Regions from separate parts of the Rattus norvegicus genome. Here region 1 is linked to region 2. The links are chromatin contacts, called in public Hi-C maps. All regions are on one chromosome and are shown on one strand. The core of a region is the stretch at or near the end of the contact, and the rest is flanking DNA. Distances in the headings are between cores, read along the strand shown.

Region 1 (3,066 bases), core at 155-2,654, 66 kb after region 2:
ATTAGATGCACCTAACACTTCATTGACACCCCAGGATTTATTATCTCTTCAATAAAATCTTATCTAGGTGTCTATTTTGTTACCAACCCCATTACATAGCCTTTATTAAGAACAATAGAAAGTGTGTGTGTGTGTGTGTGTGTGTGTGTGTGTGTATGATAAATTCACTCTGTAAATTGTTTATACACTGTCAAGTCACTAGGCAAGAAGCCACCAGGATCTGAGGAAAAAGATGCTGGCAGAGAATGCAGAGAAAAGTTCTGAGTGCTGTCAATAATTTCAGATTTGGGGTATGTGAAAGTCTGATTGCTGAGCCATCAGAAATGTTTTAACAGCGTGAGAAAGGTTGGTGGATCTGGGGTTCAAGAATAAAGCAGGATGAAGACCCACAGGAGACGAACTAATAAGCAAGTATGCAAGAAGAGGAACCAGGATCTTGGGAGAGAACCCAGAAGAAACCTAGATCATTGTCCTAGGACACTGACCCGGATAAAAGAGCAAAGGGACCGGCCATGGTAATGCCAATGCTGAGGTGAAAATAGGAGGCAACGAGCTAAAGAAAAGCTGGAAGACAGAAACAGAGATGAGCCCCCAAAGACAGCCGGACCCCAAGTCAAAGATTTCAGTAAAAACATGGTGGTCAGAATCAGGACTGGACACCCAGAATGTTTCCATGTGTCTGTGTCTGAAGGACGGTTATACAGTTCGCATTTTCTGGCGTTCTCATACAGGGTTTCTATATTGGGTTGGGAGGCAGGGGGTGTGTTTTAGATTTTCCATGGATTTCGGCTGAAAAGTATGGTAACGTTTATCAGGTTTGGTGGAAAAGACGGTCAGTGTGGTTGGGAAGATTCAGTCAGGAGTGGGAGTTCAAGGTCTGGAGGTCTCCAGAGAAGGCTGGAGGGTCGAGGCCCAAGGTGTGAGGCAATGCTCCTCTTGCGAAACAGGGCGCCCGAGCCTGCGCGCGGCGAGGAGGGCTTCGGCGGCGCGCGGGGTCACTTTCCTCGGACCGCAGGACACTTCAGGAGAACCGAGCAGGGTTCTGGGGACGACGGGTGGAGTCGCCCGGGATGGGACACGAGTGGCGTCAAGCCACCAAGGCCGGGGCGTCCCGGGACCTCAGCAACGCCGTCAGCAAGCGGCTCCCCGCCAGCCCCTCCCGTCCCAGAGGGAACCTGTTGCCCGGGAAGGGGTGGGCGGGAGGCGCGGGCGGGGGACTCTCGTGCTCGCTCTGCACGCCACGGCCTCTCACCTCAGATACGCTCGCGCACGCCCCTCCCTGGCCCCGGACTCGGAGAAAAACACACACACATACACATACACACCTCTCAGAGCAGCCCGTGCCCGGGTACGGCCGCCCGAGCGCCGCTTGTGCTGCTTCCGGGAGCGGAGGCGCGGCCCCGCGAAGAGGAGGAGCAGGCCAACATGGCGGCGCGCAGGGCTGGGCCGGCCGGCCGCGCCTGAGCGCCCCACCACCCCAGCTCGGCTCGCGGCGCCCACGCGTGCACCTAACCCTGGCCCGGCGGCCGCCGAGCGCGCGGGGCAGGAGCGCAGGGGCCCTCCCGGGTACGGGGACCGCGCCGAGGCAGCGCGGCACGGCCCTCCAGGCCCGGGAGCCGCAGCTTCGCCGCACGCCGGCCGGCACGGCTCCGAGGCCCGAGCCATGGAATCGGAGGAGGAGCAGCACATGACCACGCTGCTGTGCATGGGTTTCTCGGACCCGGCCACCATCCGCAAGGCCCTGCGCTTGGCCAAGAACGACATCAACGAGGCCGTGGCGCTGCTCACCAACGAGCGGCCGGGCCTCGACTACGGCGGCTACGAGCCCATGGATAGCGGCGGCCCCAGTCCGGGGCTTGGAGGCGGCCCACGGGGCGACGGCGGCGGGGAAGGCAGCGGGCCTTCCCGTGGCGGGAGCACCGGAGGTGGTGGCGGCTTTGACCCCCCGCCCGCCTACCACGAGGTGGTGGACGCGGAGGTGAGTGGGGTTGCCCTGACCTCGCCAGAGAGGCCGCCGCGCTGGAGTCCCGTGGACAGCGAACGTAGCCTGCCCTGCTCGCAGTGGGACTCTTGGGCGGGGGCTGTAATGAAACTCGGGACACGGAGATAATAGAACACCGGCTCTGGTCAGAGATCGGGGTCACTAGACCGGGGTCAAATGGGGAGAAGGGCCTTGGGAGAGGTATATTCCCGCATGGAGTTAGGTATACGGTTCTGGGCTGCGGAGGGGTCTCATAGGCTACCTGCCGAGTCTATGCAGTGGGCAGGAATCCCTGGAGGGGATGGGGAGGAGCGTCCACATTTCCAAATTCGTGTGGCTTGGGAAATGGGAAGGACATGAATATCAGGTGTCAAAACTGAGGTCCCAGTGGACCACAGTATTTGTGACTCTAGGTTTTACTGAAGGATTGGGATAGGTACCAGTTGAGAATCAGAAATAGTGCGTTGCTGTTGGCCTGCCAGAGTAGAGGCCTCTGCCGGGTCACACAGGAGTGACTAGTGGGGTTAGGAATAGGGTTTAGGTTTTTAAGCCAACCGTTAGAAAGTGGACAGGGTCTAAAATGAGGAAGGGCCTAGACAGGACCAGGAATGGTAGGAATGAATACAGGGTAGAGGAGCAGGTTTGGCTGTTTTAATGTCTAGGTTGGAAGGATGGGCTTGACTAAGGTCAGGTATTAGGACAAGTAGTGGAATGGGACTGGGATAAAGAATGAGTGAGAAGTCTGGGCAGGAGTAGGAGCAAAGGAAGGACCAGACAGCCATGAGATCAGGAATGGGAGGTGGAAGCTGGGACGCGAACCGACTAAGGGGTCACTGAAGAGGAGAAATTAGACTGAGGAAAGGGTTCTAGCCTTAGAGAGGTTAAAATGGAGGCGGGGGCATAGACTAGAGAGGAGAAATAAATGGAACTGGAGTCTAGACAAGGGAGTCTAGTGCGTTTGGTCAGATACCTAGTATCTTAAGTAACGAAACTATACTTTTAGTGTTTGGTTTACACTGTGTGCAAAGAGCATGGGAGAGGCTGACAAGCTTGCCGAAACAAGGAAGAATCACCCAGAAGCCATA
Region 2 (2,705 bases), core at 99-2,598:
ACACAAAATCCTGTCTCCACCACTTACAGTTGGGTGAGTTTAGACTCTAGCTTAATCTGTTCTTAAGCCTCTGAAGTCAAAAGGCAATAATAACATCCCCCATGGGGTGGCTATAATGATTAACAAAATAAAAGACCTTGAACCACAGTAGATCAAACAGAGGTAGCTGTTAGTAGTATTCCAATTTAAAGGCAGTTTTAAAAGGGAGTATCTTTCTCTCCAGAAGGCTTTACACAATGCATAGCTTGGTTATTAATTACGATAATAATGTAGACTGATTATAGCATAACGATCATAGTGATTTCCCTCTATGGTGTCTCCTTTTTAATTAGGTCTTCCAGAGACAGAATACCTTACTGCAAATGTTAATGGTAGAGTTATCAGCTAATAGAAGAATCGGAAGGGAAACTAACTCTAGTACTTCAGTGTCTCTTTATACCAGTGCCTTATTCACTGTTGCCAATTATTAACCACCACCTGTATGGCAGGCAGGGCCAGAAGATTCAGTGTGCCTCTGATTTACTCTTCATAATTTGAATGATGAGTCACTGTCACTTTAAAGATGAGAAAACAGTCAGCCACAGTGTGAACACCCAGGAAGTATTACAGGTTGTGTGTGCATAGGTCAATCTAGAATGTGCTGTCCTGGTGAACTAGCCTCGCTGTGCTCCTGCACGGAAAACTATAATGTAGCTGGATATTCTCATCTCTAAAGCATAAGCTCTGAAGGGCTCTCCTGCCTTCACCTATGAGCGCCTCTCTACTACGTACTAAACTAAGGCAAGTTATTTAAAATCCCAGCTTTAACTTTCTAATCTATAAAGTGGGGTTAATAACAGGACCTAACCTATAAGGCGGTAATTAAGAAAAATAAATGAGTTACTATATACATAAAAATTCCTAGTGCAGTTCTTGGGATCTAGTAAATGTTTCATAAGTGTTACCTGCTACTATAAAGCTTACATGTCATTATTAGATGAAGAACTAACATTTCTGAGTTGGGTGTGTGCTTTCCTTGATCTCTTGCCTGCCCAAGCACCCTCCTCTTAAGCCAACATGTCATAAAAGCTATTTGGGGTTTGTTTCTCCTTGGAATTAGAAAACTGGGAAGACATTAAAATTAAAATAATCAGGCTATACAAATTCCTCTTTGCCAAGGTGGCTCTGAGCCAGGCCTGCTGGCAGTCAGCATGCACAAGCCAAGGGGAGATGAAGGGTACATGTCCCTTCAAAAAAATGTTCCTGCCAGGATCAATCTCTGGCCTGGAGCCAGAGTTTGCCTCGCCTATAATAGGGCCAGCTGGACTAGACAAGAGAGCTCTGTTGCCGCAAGGGTCAATTGGCCTGGCTCTCCTACCAAGAGAGCAAGGCTATCCTTAGGTTTCTCCATCTTATAGGGCTGGGCGAGTGAGGCCCGAATTTAACACATCTCTTCTCAGGCGGGTCATGGGACCTGAAGGCGAGGTAACAGGGGTTGGTCAACAAAACAGTCCTGGAAGAAGCTAAGGTTAGTTCCAGGGAGAGGGAAGTCAAACAAGAAATCCCACAATGTGGGCAGAAGCTGATGGTGCCCTGACTGTAGAGACCCTGAGACCACAGCAGCAGTGAGCCCGTGAAGGTCACAGGACTCATGGCTGAGGGTCTGCTAGCTGCGCTGAGGATTGTAGTTCTTACTCAAAAAGACATGGAACCTTTTCTGCAGAGGAAAGGAAAAGTCATATTCACACCTTAAAGCTACTTATTCACCAAACATCTTCAACAGTCGATGATACCAAGTAACCAAGATGACTATCACAAAAGAAGTACTCCTCACCTGCTTGGACAGCAGCCCCAGGAAATGCTTGCTTTCTCTGTTCAGGGACCAAGTTCTGGCAATACTTGATCATCAAGTCACAGCCAACCCTCTACTGCTGTTGGTAAATTGACAGAAAGCAAACTATTGCAAGTTCAAAAAGAAAAAAAAAAGTGCAAAAGATAAAACTGGCTATTAAGCCATATTACCAAAATTAAGACATCTTCAGAGTGTAGGGAAAGCAGTGGGCAAGGTCTGCCCTATTAAGAGAAAAGTAATGTCTACAAAGTGGCAACTCTGGTCACAGCTATGCAGGCGAGGAGAGATATTCACAGGAGAAGGGCCAGAAGACAACTTGGGAAGAACTCATGTCTACCTACAAAAACATGAACCGGCATGGGAACTGCTGGGAAAGACACTATCAGGAAGACATCTGCAAACTGAAATCGTAGCGCGCACCATTAACGGAAAAGCACTCGTAACTGCTATTGAGATTGGTGCTGATAAAATTATTTTTATTGTTGGGTATAATACTTGGTCTAAATATAGCTGTATAGCACAACTCATATCTAATCCCTAACCCAATAAAACAAATTTAAGGGAGAAAAAAAGGAAATAATCATTCTTACTGGGATTAGCAGAGAGATAAAACCAAAGGATAGAGTGTCTGGGGAAAGAGACATGTGTCACCAGGCAAGCTTCCTAAATGGTGTATGTGAAATTCAAAGGCAGAAGAAGCTTCCTTCTTTTTTCAACTGAAGATGAATATATTTCTTGCAATATGTTCTGATCATGGCTTCTCCTCCCTCATATGTCTCCCAGATCCTCCCAATCTTCTCCCTCATCCAACTCCAATCCCCCCAAACAATTAGTGGATATTAGTCATAAAATACAGAATACCCATGCTACACTC

What was found. A called contact is a pair of places that touch in the nucleus more often than the background predicts.
Region 1: a contact with region 2 is called in a Hi-C map of kidney, with 2.1 times the contacts expected there. The contact joins the promoter of Usp24 here to the enhancer-like site in region 2. A contact is called at or near these places in 4 of 12 Hi-C or Micro-C datasets (hepatocytes, kidney, liver and 1 more) and 1 of 1 datasets of contacts at active chromatin or transcription factors (oligodendrocytes).

Annotation. Positions count from the first base shown.
Region 1 is chr5:126,308,193-126,311,258 of GRCr8, forward strand. Usp24 (ubiquitin specific peptidase 24) reads left to right here and starts at 1,405. Exons shown (of 68, transcript NM_001271206.2): 1 at 1,405-1,978. The coding sequence starts at 1,664.
Region 2 is chr5:126,242,138-126,244,842 of GRCr8, forward strand. No RefSeq gene overlaps it. Among named protein-coding and RNA genes, the nearest start is that of Usp24, 66 kb to the right of the region's middle. Within about 2 kb of position 1,349, at least 9 of the 93 cell types and tissues checked have an H3K27ac peak or open chromatin away from gene starts, as enhancers often do. A contact at or near this core is called in hepatocytes, kidney and liver, where this site is marked.